2 separate regions of the Macaca mulatta genome follow, and region 1 is linked to region 2. A link is a contact called in public Hi-C data. All regions are on one chromosome and are shown on one strand. The core of a region is the stretch at or near the end of the contact, and the rest is flanking DNA. Distances in the headings are between cores, read along the strand shown. Region 1 overlaps LOC114678344 (a long non-coding RNA gene). Region 2 holds the start of PDGFRA (platelet derived growth factor receptor alpha).

The links. Hi-C and Micro-C count contacts between places; a contact is called where the count stands out from the background.
Region 1: a contact with region 2 is called in a Hi-C map of fibroblasts, with 5 times the contacts expected there. The contact joins the enhancer-like site here to the promoter of PDGFRA in region 2. A contact is called at or near these places in 6 of 14 Hi-C or Micro-C datasets (CD4 T cells, blood, fetal cortex germinal zone and 2 more).

What each region holds. Positions count from the first base shown.
Region 1 is chr5:79,597,349-79,601,853 of T2T-MMU8v2.0, forward strand. It overlaps LOC114678344 (a long non-coding RNA gene), which reads left to right. Exons shown (of 3, transcript XR_003729699.2): 3 at 1-1,127. Among named protein-coding and RNA genes, the nearest start is that of CHIC2, 160 kb to the left of the region's middle. Within about 2 kb of position 1,948, at least 3 of the 40 cell types and tissues checked have an H3K27ac peak or open chromatin away from gene starts, as enhancers often do.
Region 2 is chr5:79,263,763-79,268,330 of T2T-MMU8v2.0, forward strand. It overlaps PDGFRA (platelet derived growth factor receptor alpha), which reads right to left and starts at 2,721. Exons shown (of 23, transcript XM_015138691.3): 1 at 2,552-2,721.

The DNA.
Region 1 (4,505 bases), core at 698-3,197, 330 kb after region 2:
TTTTCAGCAATTCCTTGGACATCTCCCCATCTATATTTTGTAGAAGTATCCAAGTCAACACACTCAAGGCCGAACTCCTGAGTTTCTTACCCCACCCAGCATCTCAGCCTTCCCTTTGTGCTTTTATGAATGACTTTTTCAGTCTCCCCTCGCTCTACCTTTGCTTTTCAAGATTCACTTTGTTGACAAAACACTTTGAAACACTGTGCATCTTACACTTGTACCTGTCTTTCCTTTTGGGTTGTGTCTACCACAAAACTTCGTTACATCTGTTTAAGCATTAACAGCGCCTTCCCTGGCCTCCTCATTTCTGCTTTCCCCTTGAATTTGCTCCACATCTTCGTGGCAGACCAATTTTCCTAAAATTAACTCCCGTCATGTTCCTGCTTGCCACAAAAACCTCTGATGCTTTCCTATTGTTGCCTTGGGAATCAAGTCCACTGGTCTGATGTTGAAGCTCTCTGCAGACTTTCACTGGCATTTCCAGCCTTTTATTTCCTCTCTTCCCTTTGCGAGTGTAAGCACGCAAAGCTCACTGGGCCCACACCCTCCTACCTCTTTGCCTTTGTTCAGCTTCACCATCTCGCTGCCTCTGAAAACCCACCTTTTTTTTTTTTTGAGACAGAGTTTTGCTCTTGTTGCCCAGGCTGGAGTGCAATGGCACAGTCTTGGCTCACCACAACCTCCGCCTCCTGGGTTTAAGGGATTCTCTTGCCTCAGCCTCCTGAGTAGCTGGGATTACAGGCATGCGCCACTACCCCCAACTAATTTTGTATTTTTAGTAGAGACGGGATTTCTCTATGCTGGTCAGGCTGGTCTCGAACTCCCGACCTCGGGTGACTCCCCCTAGAGCTCCCAAAGTGCTGGGATTACAGGCGAGAGCCACCGCACCCCACTAGAAACCCACCTATTCTATGAACCCAACTCCACAGCTCTCTCTTTCGTGAGGTTTCCCTCAGTTCTCCACTCCTGATGAATACAATCTCTTCTTTCGCAATTTATAATTTTCTTCTAAGCCAACCTCGATCGTGCCTTGTATTTTGGTTGTTGATGTATTACGGTTACTGACAAGGTTCTGCTTTGTCTGATTCTTATTTGATCCTTAGTTTATTAAAAGCTAGAACTGTGTCCTTTTCACTTTTGCATGTTTAACAACAGAGCCTTATATATCCCAGGAGCTCAAAAATATGTATAGGACAACGGGAATTACAAAGGAATTAAAGAGTCTTTCACTATTAAAAGATGACACTAGATATCTATAACTAAGAATAGATAGATACCTGGGAAAAATGTGTGCCTTTTGAGTGCTGAGGCTGCAATCCTTTATTGGGTACAATGACAAGTCCACATAAGCTTTTCCCAAAGAATGTGGGTCAAGTTTGACCCAATATGATGGCATCCAGGGAAGGGGATAAGACTCCCTTGCTAGGACCTACATTTTTTGTGTGTACAGGGCGTACATGGATTCTATTTTGAAATGACTAAAAATTCTCTAACTATCTCCAAGAGGGAAGTGTGTCTTCCCCTCTCCACATACTGATGATATCTGAGCACAAGGAGAAGCTGCTGGCAAATGTAGAAAGCTGGTCCTCATCTGCAAAAATGAGTGCTTTGAACTAAATAAACCTTATAACCGGTTATAGTCTGAGATATATTACATATTCCATTATTTTCCTGGAGCGGTTTAGCCGATCATACTGAAAAACAAAAACTAAACCCAAAAACTCACCAATGGTTAAGCTTTTGTCTAGGGAAAAAAGTGACTTTTACAAACGCACTGCTTATTTTGTGGTGACTGCAGAGCCCAATATCTAATCTGCTTCCCCACTTCCTGTGTTATGAAATGCTGGACATAGTTTTCTCTTGGCTCAGTTGCAATTTGATAAAGCGCGAAGAGCTGAGATGAAAGACATAGTGAACACTGCCCTCTTTTGTCCACCCTGGGTTTCTGCCACTTCTCTTCCGTAAGAGTGTATCAGGCAGACAAGAGTTAAAGTCGTGCTAGTTAAGTAAACCTTGGTGTGTAATTCCATTTCAGTTGTTCTCTGCATGACTCCGGGGTTTCAGCAGTGTGGAACATCTTTATTTTGGTGTCATAAACATTTCAGCTTACCCAAGCCTGCCACTTTGCGCCAGAAACCATTTAATGATGGTTGTTCGGTGCTGACCCCAAAAAAGTGGGTGTAAAGCAGAAAAGAGGCTCTATTGTCTGAGGTTTTCCTGCTCCATTTGGATTACCAGGGAGTTAAAGATAAAACCCCAGGCAGAAAGCTACATGTCAGCAGTAAGGGGAACAAGATTACCTCTCACGTTTACTCATTTAGAAGAGAAGGCTTTTTGTCTTAGTACTTTGAGAAATTCTTCTTAAATAATCTGGTTATGACTCTCTTGTGTGTTGTGTGAGATACGCAGGAAGGAGCTTTATAAAGGAAATATAGCGCCACATTGCTTAAATTTATTGAAGCAACCCTAGCAAGAGAAGTGCATTTCTGTTTGTGGAACAACTTCAATTTTTCATAGGTATAAATAGAAATTAAAAATTAATATGGGCTGGGTGCAGTGGCTCATGCCTGTAATCCTAGCACTTTGGGAGGGCAAGGCGGTTGATCATCTAAGGTCAGGAGTTTGAGACCAGCCTGGCGAACATGGTGAAATCCCATCTCTACTGAAAATACAAAAATTAGCCAGACATGGTGGCAGGTGCCTGTAATCCAGCTATGCAGGAGGCTGAGGCAGGAGAATCAGTTGAACCTGGGAGGTGGAGGTTGCAGTGAGCCGAGATCACGCCACTGCACACCAACCTGGGAAACAGAACAAGAAAAATTAAGAAGAATTAATTTAAGAAAATAGTTTGGGGTCTGCTTCCTATAATTTTGTTCTTAAACTTTAGCCCAATGGCAGCAACTTTATGTCCTTTCTCTTCCAGGACAGTTCTAGGGACGAATGTTCAGCTCCACTGTGCCTACCAGGGAATTGTACTTTACAGAACGTGTATTTTGATTGGCAGCTTGAAAAACATGGTTAAAGTCGTGATCAGCACGAATGGAACAGTCAGGAAATGGGTCCCAGGGAACTTTTCCATTCCCACTACTCTTTGAAAAACCCTGCAAAGATGCTATTGCAAATTTCTATCTCATCAAACCAGGGATATTACCTTTATAAAAAGAATGCAAGGACACGTAATTCATGATCTCCTCTCACCAACGACAGATGTCTAAGTTATCTAAAGTATATTTAAGAGTAAGAAAATATCTGTCAAAGAAGAAAGTCAAGAAACGAATCTGTTTAGTTGTTTTCTTCCTGCTAAGAGCCTCTGGTGGAGCATTTACAGTGGCTTATGCTCATGTGTGTAGGATCGGCCAAATACAAGTGGAAAATTATTAGCCAGGCAGTAGTCAGAATGCTCATCCATTCAAGAGCTTCCATTCAGATATATGGAGCTGAAATCTGAAACTGAGGGCTCTGTCCTAACTTTAGCGACTTAATTGCATACAGCTCCATAGTGGCCTGATTAGGAATGGTTGGTGTCTTGAAATATTTTGAAAATACTGATACCAAAAGATTTTATTCTGAAAAATTATTATCCAATGAGGAAAACAAAAAGGAAACAATTACAGGAAAGTCTACAGTCTCTGAGGATTGATGCTAGAGCACATCATTGAAATGACTGCTATTTCAGAGAAAAGCAGTGCTGAGTTTACATGCTTTCCTTATAACATATGAAATTTTAGTCCTTTGTCCAACACCGGGAAGTTAGAGGGAAGGAAACGTCTCTTTACTAACGAGAAAATGCGCATTTGCTTCAAAACTATGGGGATGTTCTTTTTTTTTTTAAAATGGTATCCTCATAAGTTTCTTTATTTGAAATGTGCATGAAATACCACATATGAATTTCTTGGATTTATGTAGTACTTGACTTGTCAAATATCTTTCTCATGGTTAAGATTATTGGCAGTAAAGATAAGCTTTGGGTGTAAGGCCAGGGGAACGTCAGTTGATGGTGTTAATTTATGAAGCAGACTGGAAACAGAAACTAAAGGCTTATTTTCCCTAATTTGAGCAACAGGCTGGTGTTTGGCTAACTGTCCTGGGGGATATTTAGGTGAAGGGCAGGCGTTGTGATTGAAGACTTATCTCCCTTCTTTTCATCTGCACACTTCTTCTCTGACCACAGTTTGAGCACTTTTCAATCACCAGCAGTCTCAGCAGGGCAAGGCTGCCACACGCTTGCTAATGGTATCCCAAACGCTGCATTTCTGGGGCTCATCCAGGAAGCACGGTGGTAGACAAGCGAGTTACCGTATTTCCTCTGAAACTGCCTCCCTAAACATCAAATCAATCAGCAGGGTTGGGCTGCAGGCCACCACTATGTGCTGGCACTAACTATACCATGCTTCCAGGTCCTGCTTGATACTTCCAAAACAACGAAGGACACACAGGCATGCCTATAAAGCGTAATGACTGTTTAGTTGGCCTTTCCGTGGGAATATATAATCTGCCAAACA
Region 2 (4,568 bases), core at 1,471-3,970:
CAGACGTGTTTGCAGCTGGAAAGCCCAGCCCAATGCCCCTCCCCCTGCATCCCTCCTCAGTCCGCGTCCCGAGAGGAAACTGGCCCAGGGGCGGAGAGCTGGGAGCCTGGGCTCTCCTTCAAGTCCCTCTCGATCTACGGATTTAAACAAGAGCCAGGGCACCGGGGGCTAACGACGGGTTCATTCTTGGCGTCCCCCCACTCTCGTTCCTCCTCACTCTTGTGAACGAGGTCCAGCTGCACTTGGCTCAACCCAAAACTGTGCAAGCTCCGAAGTAGGGCCTGACCTGTGCGTCAAAGCGAGGCTGCTCGGCCTCGCGCCTGTCGGGAAGGCGAGGCAGGGCCTCCTCATAGTGAGGATTGTGGAAAGGAGGAGGCCGAGGAGAGAGGGAGAAGAGGGAGGGGATGCAATTCGGCAGTGCGGGGGTCCAGATTGACCAGATTAGGGGTCGGGGGTGGGACAGCGCGGCGGCTGGTGAGGTGCGCACGCCCGGGACCCCTTCCTCCCCTTCTGTGGCTGCGGGATGTTTGTTGGGTGAGATGCACTGCGGAGGATTGTCGTGCCTCGTTTGCCCTGGATGCCTCTCCCTGCTCCAAAAATCTGTCTAGTTCTGGTCAGGAGCGACCGCGGCGAGGCGAGTCGGTCCAAAACATTGAGCAATTCGGCCTCGGAGCCAAAAAGCCATTTCCCACACCGCCCAGCCCGGGGCTTTTCGGACGTGGGGCGGTCGGGACCTGATAGGGGTCCCATCCATGCTTGCCTCCCACCCAGGGAGATGGAGTGAGTGGCAAGTTCTTCCAGGCACTCTTTGCGCACATCCTGAGGTCTTAGCAGAACTGGGGGAGCGAAGTGCGGGACCGGCCCTCTGGCTGCAGGAGGGATGCACAACGGACAGCCGGCCTGGGCAGCAAGTCCCTCCCGACCAAGACTCGAGGCCAGGTCACCGACAGTTCCCGCACACCTGGCCCGGCCCCGGCTCCTGGCTTCCTCCCGCAACCGGACTGGGGTCGGGCCACACTCCTTGTCGCTCCGAACTGGCCGTCACCCTCTCGGAATAGAACAGCTGATCCCACATATTCAGAGTCAAACGGACGCAGCCCGCTCCCCGGACGCAGCCGGGCGGAGCTAATCGTGTATAAACCTTGTTTCCATGGGGGTAGACAGCAGAGGAAGGAGAAGTACGCACAGACGGCTCTGAACCCGGCAGGGAGAAGAATGGAGAAAAAGGGCGACTAGAGAGGACCGAGCAGCGCTGGGCGAGCGCAGACGGCAAGTGCCGTGCACCCCCGCGCGGAGAGGGGCGCCGGGTAGGGGGTGCCCAGGGCTCAGTTGCCCGGAGGGAGAATGTGGTTTACCTCCCACCTTTCTCTTACCTGCAAACAAATTTCCCCAGTTCCAAGTGGTCCCTAACTTACAAGAAGTTCGACACTTTCCTGGAGACCTTTCCTCTCTTCCTGCCTGAGGCCAGAACTGAGCGGCAGCAGAGCCCCGGGCAATGCAGAAACGGTTCCACCGAGGAGGGGGCGCAGGGAGACGGGCGGGGGCGGGGGCCACGGCGCACAATGAGGACCCCTTGGTGTGCGGTTCGAAATTCCTCAAATCCCAGTTGCTGGAATGCGAGGCGACATCGACTTCTTCACTCAGGGCCAAATGTGTTTGTCATTATTCCAGACCGCCCGCCCGCGCCGCCGCTGTCGCCCCCGCGCTAGGGCGTGCAACCCGAGCGTACAGCCGAGCAGGCACCCGCTCTCCCTAGCACCTCACTGACCCGACAAACCCCTCCAGAGCGCCCCAAACCCTTGCCCACGCCCGCGCCCCTCTGCTTGTCCCGCAGCCGCGTCACCGCTGCGCCAAATCTGGCCCGGACTCTCACCCAGAGCAGCGCCGTCCAGTAATTACGCGCATTCGACCGGCTCCATGTGCTGCAGGCCAGCACGGAGGTCCGGTCTCCAGCCGAGCCCTGCCCGCCTCCTGCGACCAGCAACCCCTTCCCGCGCCCCCCTCCGCGCTCCCCTCTCCCCACCTCCCCTGGTCCCCCAGCCGCGCTCCACACCACGGGCTGCAGCGCTGTCCCGCCAAACCGCAGGCGAGGAATGAAAACACTCATTTAAAACCTGTCGCCTTCCAGGACCCACTGCCAAGAAGAGGGCAAACACCTCTGCCTCCACCCCCAGTTCCTTGGTGTTCGGCCCAGTATTCATGAACACCACCCCCACTCCCAAAAGAAACCTCAAAAATGTAAGCCTAAACAATTTCTTTGGGAGGCCATAGGGTTGTTAGAAAAACATTGTTTTTTAAAAATAGGTCTGGAAAATGTGTGTTTAAAAAAAAATCCCTAGACTTTCTAATTCTATGGTTATCTCCCACCCATCCCCAAGTGAAGTTTATTCCGAAAAAAAAAAAAAAATTCCTCTCTGGACACACATTTGGAATCCAGCTCCATTTTTTTTTCTTGTCGCCCAAAGTTTGAAGTTACTTCCCTTTCTCCAGTCCCAGAGTCTGATCAGGGACTTCTCTTATAAACAAAAAATCATTTTTTCTTCTTCCTTACCTTCTCCTATGTTATTCCGCAATGAATGTCCCACACATGGAGTAAAGAGTGTGTCCACGGCCTCCAATGATCTGTTGTAGTCTCCTCCTCTGTTTCTCTCCCTGTAGCTCCAACAGTAACGGGCTCAAAAACCGCGTTTTGTAATTGATTCAATGTTATAGTCCATCCTTCTAAAACTAATCATTTGCTCTAAGTAAATAGCTGTCAGGAAATAAGCCCCCCCCCGAACCTTGGTCTCTTCAAAATAAAAGTTTCGCTCAAACTCCCCTGCGCTCTGAAGCTCCCAGTCTCCAGATTGCGCCTTCGCTTTTTGCTCTTACGCAATCAGGGGGTCCAGTCCCAACCCCCAGACTTCGACAACAACTGGGGGGGCGGGGAGAAGCCGACCAGATGGGATGGGGGGGTGGAAGGGGGAGGTGTTGGTGCTCTGCCGGGAAAGCGGTTTTGTGAAACTACAAACAGCCCATCATTTCCAGAATGAGTTTGCCTCCCCATTTTGGGGTTATTTTCTTAGACTGCTATAGTTTTGTGTTCTCTTTGAAAACAAGAAAAGGAACATACAAAATTGCATTTAATACCCAGAGAGAATATAAATCTAGAATCAAGAAACGTCCCTTCTACAAACTCGGCCCAACTAGAAATAGGGCCCTCGGGAGAAATCTCCAAGCGGTTGCGCGGTTTTGAACTAAGGGTCTTTTAGGGGAAGGGCTAAGGGCTATATAGTTGCTAGTTCTTTAACGGGATTAGGCAAACTGTTGAGTCCAATATGACAACGATGAGTTTTTGTTTTGTGTGTGGGGTGGGTGTGTGTGTGTGTGTGTGTGCAAGACTGGGTGGAGTCTGAAATAGGGTACAAAGAAAAGAGGGTCTGTGTAGGTTTGGAACATTCTCCGATAGAACGACCTTTACTCCCTTTAAGTCACTTATCTGGTCGTGCCTTTGTTTTGGGGGTTATCTGGGCGAGGTTGCCCTGGCTTCTAACTCGCATACAAAAAAGTTCAAGCTTGGGCGTTTGGGGAATCGTCCCGCCGCCTCCGCATCGTGGGAGAGGGTGCCTTTTGATTCTCCCTCCGTTCCCTCCCGCCGAGTGGGTCGAACCCTACGAATGCTTCGGAGTTGACAGCTGAGCCCCAAACCCTGCGCCCAAGGCGCGAGGCCAGTGTCGGGAGGAAACGATCCTGCCGGCGAGGGAAAGGGGGCGCTGATGCTCCAGAAACCAGACCTGGGCAGAGTGGGGCTTCCCAGCGACAGCGGGGGATGGGAGCGCGTTCACCTTTCTCGCTCTCTGATTTTTGAATTCTCTTGTTGGGGTTGGGGGTCATCCTTCATCCTTCTCCCTCAACCCCACCCCCACACAAGCACTCTGAAAATGGCCAAGGTGGCCAGGTTGGGACTGGCACGTCCAACAGCCGTCTCCTCCTTCACCAGGAGTGGACACAGTGCAGTGGACAGAGGAGAGTCACAGAGAAGTACTCCAACGGGCGCGGTGCTGTGTCTAATTAGGACAGGATCTTGGGGTATCAGCCTCGGAAATAGGGCGCCTGGGGCTGCGCTGGGGGCCCCATTGCCCCAGCTCTTCTACGCGACCTGCTCTCGTGCATCTTCAGCTCGGGTGACTGCACAGCTCGCTATTACTTCCACATGTTCCTTCAGGAAATCATTGAAGGCAAATATATGAACAGCCCCTTGTTCGGAATGCTAACAGGATACCGTAATGTTTGTAGAAAATGAGCGGGACAAACGATTCCCCCCAAAAATCAGAGTGCGGAATAAAAGGCAAACGCGGCTGCTGGGCTTCTTGCTGTTAAGTTGAGAACTGGGTTTTTAGGCGAGTTGCCCCAGAGGGTAGGACGCGAGACAGAGAGCCTACCCAGAAGGACTGCTTTGTTTCGGCGACACTGCTAGCCCGGTCAAGCCAGGGTCTTCCGTCCGCAGGGCCCCAGCGCTCTCCGCCCACAAATGGTAACTTCACAGTTCATTTCAGAGCAGTTTAATGGGGCCCGAAAAGCAGCCCGGG